Regions from separate parts of the Macaca mulatta genome. Here region 1 is linked to region 2. A link is a contact called in public Hi-C data. All regions are on one chromosome and are shown on one strand. The core of a region is the stretch at or near the end of the contact, and the rest is flanking DNA. Distances in the headings are between cores, read along the strand shown.

Region 1 (3,275 bases), core at 522-3,021, 78 kb after region 2:
GTGTAGCGACAGGGGTGTGTGTAGCCAGCGGCTGTCATCAGATGGGGGCCAGGGGTGCACTGGAGAGATACCTGGGAGGGTACTTTCTGGACACGGCTGGAGCAAACACAGCACCCCCCCCCCCACCCCACCACTTCAGGCCTGGACTCGGGTCCCAGGACCGTCATATGGGAGGATGACAACCGAACCTTGGTAGCTCAATCAAATGCGCACCTGGGGTGGGGGTGGGGAGTTGTCCTCAAAGCACGAATAATCCCGGTGGATCAAACCTGCCGGCCTCCCGTGCTTTAACCCGGCACCACGGAGAGAAGGTGCTGCCCGGCTGCACCCCCTCCTCCTGACAGCGGCGCCCCCCGGACTGCGGCCAGCTCGACACCCTGACAGACCCCTCCCCATCCCCCGCGCCACTGCCTCCCAGAGAAAAACAACCCCCTCGCCCAGCATCTTGTGGTGCCAGCCACGGCTCCTCCGAGGCCCGGGACCGGCGCGCGGCGCGCACACGCACCCCCTCCGCTCACACCCAGACACCTACACAAACAGAGCGCCAAGCACCCGCGCGCACACGCACCGGGGACACGCAGGCACCGCCGCGCCGCTTCCCCACAAAGGCTGGCGCGCGCGCGGGCACACGCAACCACGCGCGGGCACACTCGCGGTCCCCTCCCCCCGCCAGGCACCCTGCGGCCGCCCGTCCGCACCCCCGCGCCCCGGGCGCTCCGTGGGGGCCGCCCCTCCCGGGCCCCTAGCCAGTGGGGGTGAGCTGCGGGCTGCCCCCCACGCCCCTCCCGCTCAGGTGCAGTGCCCCGCGCGGCTCCAGCGTCCCCTCCCCCCTCGCGGCCAGGACAGGCCCCGGCTCCCATCCTTCCCGCCTCCCCTCTTCCGCGCGCCCCGCACACCTGGCCCAGGTGCGGCGTCGCCCCTCGCCCTGGGCCCGCAGACACTCACCTGTCCAGCGCCGCTCTGGGGTCGGCCCAGCGTGTCTCTCCTGCGGCTCCGCGAACCCGGGCCCCCCGCCCGGCACATCTCCCGGAGCCGGGGCTGAGGGGAAGCGGATAGGAGGTGGCGGGGCGAGGGCGGCCTCCGTGTCCCTTCCTTCCCCTAGCCCAGCACCGCCGCCACCGACCAAAAATTTAAAAAAAAAAAAAGAAAAAGAAAATAAAAAAAAAGAGGCGGATTACACGGAACCAAAGGCGGCCCCCTCGCGGCGGCGGAGGCTCGGGACTGGGGGCGATCGGGTCTGCGCCCCTCCCGGGGAGCGAGGCGGTGGGGCGGGGGCGGCGTCAGAGCACTGGGGGCTGGGGCGAGGCGGAGCGCCCCGAGGCGGCGCCGGCAGCGGCCCGCATCTCCCCCGCAGCTCCGCGGCCCCGACGGAGGCGGCACGTGTGCGCCCAGGCGACTTCCCAGCCCCCTCCGACGGCGGCGGTGGCCGAGGGGTTAACGGGGCAGCCGGGGCGCCCCTGCAGGCCTCCGCCGCCCGGCGGCGCCGCTCCGGGGCCCGCGCGGCCCCATCAGCCGGGACCTCCTCGGCAGACGGCGGGGCGGGGGCGCCGCAGCGCCGACAGCTCCCGCGCCGACGGCTCGGGCTCCCCGCAGTGGCCGCGGGGGGCTCGGGTTGGGGGTGGGCGGCGCGGAGCTGGCGGAGGGGGGCGGCGCGGCTGGAGGCGGGTGCCGCGGCGTCGCGCCCCCGGTGCGGCCGGAGGGGGGGCGCCGGGCCGGGCCCGTGGGCACCGCAGGACGCGCGGACCGAGCCGGCGCCGGGCACCAGCAATGACAAGCCGCCTGCTCGCCCCGCTCCCCGGCGCACCCGCTCCGGGAGGGGGGCGGCGGGCGCGCAAAAAACCCGGCCCGGAGTCGCCGCCCGGGACTGGCCGCCGCAACCCGCCTGAGCACCCCAGGAGCCGGCCCGAAAACCCGGGCTGGACTTTCCTTCCCTTCGACTCCTCTCGCCTTCTCTCTGGAAAAGCAGGGAGAAGGAAGGCGACGTGCTGGAGCCCCGCGTTGGAGCGGGGAGTGGGGGAAGGGAGACAGACGTAAGGAAGACCCGGAGAGGATTTTCCAGCGAAGTAAAAGGAAAGGCGCCGAGCCCGGGAAGGAGGGCGCAAATGGGGAGATCTGGAAGGGTTGTGCAAAACCCGAGCTGGATTAGATAAAGATGTGAGGAACGGGTGTTGGGGTGGGTGGTTGGGGGGTGGATGCGACACGGCCAAATGCACCCGGGGCACGCAAATTTCGGGCCGGATTCTTTCTCGGGAGACGGAGTAATGCGTCAGGCCTAACGCAGTGGAAACAAGCAAGACCCGGCCCGGAATTCCCGGGACCTGGGTTCGCATGGGAAGGGTGTTCTGGAAGGGGGATGCTTAGTGTCTGAGGCGACTTGGGTTGCCCTCATCTTCCTGGCAGCGACGTGTAAGGGGGAGGGGCAAAAGGAGGGCTGGACTCGGGTACGAAGGGATTCGGCGCGCTGGCTGCACCGGAGCGGACAGGTAAAAGCGGTTTCTGGATCCAGGGGCGCTGCGAAGGGAATGCGATGAGGCCGGTACCCTGGGAGACCAGACCTACAATAAAAGGCGAGGGAGGCACGCAAAGCCAGGACTGGAGCGCGCGGGACGGGATGAGACCCTCAGCAGAAGATCCTCGGCCACCGAGACAGGGGCTTGGAGCTGACCGGGCAGGAGGGGCGGAGGGAAGCGTTAGGGGGAGGTTTGTATCTATAAACGCCTCAAAGTCTTGCTTTTGGGGAGGGGGTGCGGGAGAAAAATTGAATTTTATGTTCTCTGAAAGAGTAAAAACCCGGCATGGATTTTCACCACCTAACAACTCCATTGCAGCTGGTGGACTTAAGAGAAGTAGGGCAAGAAGCAGGCTTGGGTTCCCAGGCATCAGACCAAGTGAGGCGAGGAGCAGGTTTCGGATTGAGGCTGCAGAGGGAGCCCCGGGACCCCCTCTCTGGGGTGGGGAAGGCTGTTGGACCCGGCTTTGCTCTCCGGAGAGCCAAAGTTACGACTGCCAAGACCTATAGCCGGGGCTATAAAACCGGGCCCCAAGCCAAAAATAGACACTTCGGCAACTTTATGCAGGGTGGGGGCTGGAGGGAAATGGAAGTGGGGTACAGACTCCTGGAGTGGAGGGAACAGGGGGGAGGGGGTGTCCCTGAAGCGGGGCTGCTGGCTCCATTTTATGAAAGATGGGTGCAACGGGAAGACTGATGGCTGGGGAGGAGCAAAACCCGGGCTTGGATCCTCAGGGAAAGGAATCCATTCAAGTGAGGCCTAAAT
Region 2 (3,141 bases), core at 326-2,825:
CAAGCATAGCAGGGGTTGGGCCCCAACGAAGGAGGAACCAGGTTCCAGGGTATGTGCAATGGCAGAAAAGCAACAGCAACTGGTGCGGGTGGGGTTGTTGAAATATTGGCAGGTTGGGGAGGGGATTGGTGGGAGACAAATGGGAAGATGGGGGCGAGGGCGGTCCTGAAAAGGGGTTGAGGGGTTTTCACAGCGAAAAACGGTTACTGGTGGGGAGCGTCTTCACGGTGAGGAGGGAAAGGAGCTTGCGTGAGAGATCTCCATAGGGAAAATAGCAGATGGCTAGGATTTCCCCCGGGGAAAATGGGAAGGGGCTGGACATTCGGAGTCTCCAGAGGGAAAATGGGAGGTGTGAGTATCTCACTAAAGAGGGAATAAGTGGGCAAAAATGGGTGGGTGGCTAAAGCGCGGGTCTTGCCACAGGGAAATCACGGTGGCTGAAGATCTCCGTGGCTTAAGAAATGGAGGCCAAGAAGATCTCTCCATGAAAACGGGTACCTAGGAAGACCTCCAGATTAAAAAGATGGATGAGGTTTCCCACGCGGGAAGTGGGGCTTGACTGGGGTTAATCTTTATGGGGAGGTCGGGGCGGGCAGTGGGGGAAGAGGTCACGGGGAGGTCCGAGTTAGCTAGCTGGGGGTCTCCACCCGGGAGGTCAAGGCGGGCAGTGGGAGAGGAGGTCACGGGGAGGTCCGAGTTGGCTGATGGCGGGGAGTCTCCACCCGGAGATCGGGATTGGCGGAAAGGGGACGAGGGGTTTCATGGGGGAGATCAAGTTGGCCATGGGAGCGCTTCTCCAAGGGGAGGCCGGGGTCGGCCCGGGGGTGGGGGTCCCCGCACGGGCCCAGCCTCACCGTCCGCCAGGGCTTCACTGCACTCGAAGCTGATCTCGAACCGGAAGGGGCTGTGGAAAGGGCTCGGGTTCTCCAGGACCGCCACGTTCAGCACCGACACCTTGGCCATCGCCTCGCCTCGCCTCGCCTCGCCGCGCCGCGCCGCGCCGCAGCAGGGGCAGGGGCAGGGGCAGGGCTGTGGCTGTGGCGGAGGCCGCGCCTGGGTCCGGTGAGTGGGGGGGCGTCAGTGGGGTACGGCAGACCAAGTCCACTCCCGCCTCTTCCCTCCGCGGACTGAAGTGCGCACCTAAACCGCGGACCGCCTTCAAATAGCCGGCCTCCGCCCTCTGGCCAATCACCGCCAACGCTCCCCTGGCGGCGCGCGCACCCCCTCAGCCAATCCTGGAGCGCCAGTCGGCGCGCGCCCAGACTCCCCGGACCAATCAGCGGAGCTCCCTCTCCGCGGCGTGTGAGGAGGGCGAAACCATCTCCAGGCTTCTTAGCGTGTCCGCTGGGAACCAATCCCCAGCGTCTCCGACTCGGATGTCAACGGCGGGAGTGGACGGAGTCAGAGCGCCGGACTCCTTCTGCCCAATCCTGAGGGTTCCCGCACCGGCGTAGCCCGCCCCTCGCCTCGCTTTTCCGGGAGCTGCATCCCGCACCGCGCAGCGCCGCCAACCGCCGAGCGGTGGCGCGCGGCGCTCGCTAAAGAAGGCGGGAAGGGCGGTGCTCGCACCCTCAGTGATTGGCAGGAGGGAGTGGGGCGGAGATAAAGAGGGTTTTCTGAGAGTTGATTGGCTGGATTGGTAATAGTGCCGGGAGCAGAATGAGGCTCAGCTGGGGATTCGCTGGAGAGAAGCGGAAGTCGAGCGCCGCCGCGGTGCTGGCGAGTGTGAAAAAAGAGGAGGAGGGTTGCGCCCTCAGCGTCTGTCAACAGGTGAGCGTAGTCTGGAGCTTTTCTGAGTGGCTCCTGACCCTTGAGGTCCAGCGGCCCTGGAGTCCGTTGTGAACGTTGCGAACGTTCGGAGTGGCGGTCACGCGGCGCGCTGGGACCTCGGGAGTCCAGCCCGGTTCGGATCCCGCTTTCGCCCACGAGGGGTTCGAATCCCGCTCTCGCCCCCGAGGGGTTTGGATCCCGCTCTCGCCCCCTCAAGGGCTCTTGGAAGGTTTCAAGCAGACGGTACTGAAAATGGGAGTTTCAGTTCGGGGGCAGACCAGTGTTCGAGTCCGGGCTCTGCTACTCAGCTCCTGAGGCAGCGTCTCTCCATTCAACGGGGGCAGTGGCAATTCCCTGACATGATTCATGACCGCACAATACATCCGGAAACTTCTCTCCGCCGCATCCCGTCGCCCCCGGCCTGGGAGACTCCAGGTCGCAGAGTCTCTGCCCCCACGGGCGATCAGCTCTACCCAGTGGAAAAATAATGCCAGCCGCGCACCTAATTTTACATTTTTTGGAAACCACTTTTTTTTTCTTTGAGACGGAATCTCGCTCTGTCACCCAGGCTGGAGTGCAATAGCGCGATCTCGGCTCACTGCAACCTCCACCTCCCGGGTTCAAGCGATTCTCCTGCCTCAGCCTCCTGAGTATCTGGGATTACAGGTGACCACCACCACAACCAGCTAAATTTTTTTCTGTATTTTTAGTAGAGACCGGGTTTCACCTTGTTGGCCAGGCTGGTCTCAAACGCCTGATCTCAAGTGATCCGCCCGCCTTGATCTTCCAGAGTGCTGGGTTTACAGGCATGAGCCACTGTACCCAGCCATATCTTTTTTTTTTTAATTTAAGATTTACTTTTTTTTTTTTTTTTTTGAGACGGAGTCTCGCTCTGTCGCCCGGGCTGGAGTGCAGTGGCCGGATCTCAGCTCACTGCAAGTTCCGCCTCCCGGGTTTACGCCATTCTCCTGCCTCAGCCTCCCGAGTAGCTGGGACTACAGGCGCCCGCCCCTGCGCCCGGCTAATTTTTTCTATTTTTAGTAGAGACGGGGTTTCACCATGGTCTCGATCTCCTGACCTTGTGATCTGCCCACCTCGGCCTCCCAAAGTGCTGGGATTACAGGCGTGAGCCACCACGCCCGGCCTAGTTTTTTTTTTTTTGTATTTTTTAGTAGAGACGGGGTTTCACCGTGTTAGCCAGGATGGTCTCGATCTCCTGACCTCGTGATCCGCCCGTCTCAGCCTCCCAAAGTGCTGGGATTACAGGCTTGAGCCACCGCGCCCGGCCAAGATTTACTTTTTTTTAAAAAAATTAAATTTTAGAGGCTGGGCATGGAGGATTTCTTGAGGCCAGGAGTTCAAGATCAGCCT

What was found. Hi-C and Micro-C count contacts between places; a contact is called where the count stands out from the background.
Region 1: a Hi-C map of cortical neurons shows a contact between it and region 2, with 2.0 times the contacts expected there. The contact joins the promoter of ADGRL1 here to the promoter of ASF1B in region 2.

The regions. Positions count from the first base shown.
Region 1 is chr19:14,800,898-14,804,172 of T2T-MMU8v2.0, forward strand. ADGRL1 (adhesion G protein-coupled receptor L1) reads right to left here and starts at 1,772. Exons shown (of 23, transcript XM_077977528.1): 1 at 1,737-1,772; 2 at 946-1,354.
Region 2 is chr19:14,723,104-14,726,244 of T2T-MMU8v2.0, forward strand. It overlaps ASF1B (anti-silencing function 1B histone chaperone), which reads right to left and starts at 1,576. Exons shown (of 4, transcript XM_015123130.3): 1 at 855-1,576. The coding sequence starts at 963. LOC144336705 (a long non-coding RNA gene) reads left to right here. Exons shown (of 2, transcript XR_013409027.1): 2 at 755-1,129. It overlaps LOC144336701 (a long non-coding RNA gene), which reads left to right and starts at 1,648. Exons shown (of 3, transcript XR_013409023.1): 1 at 1,648-1,770.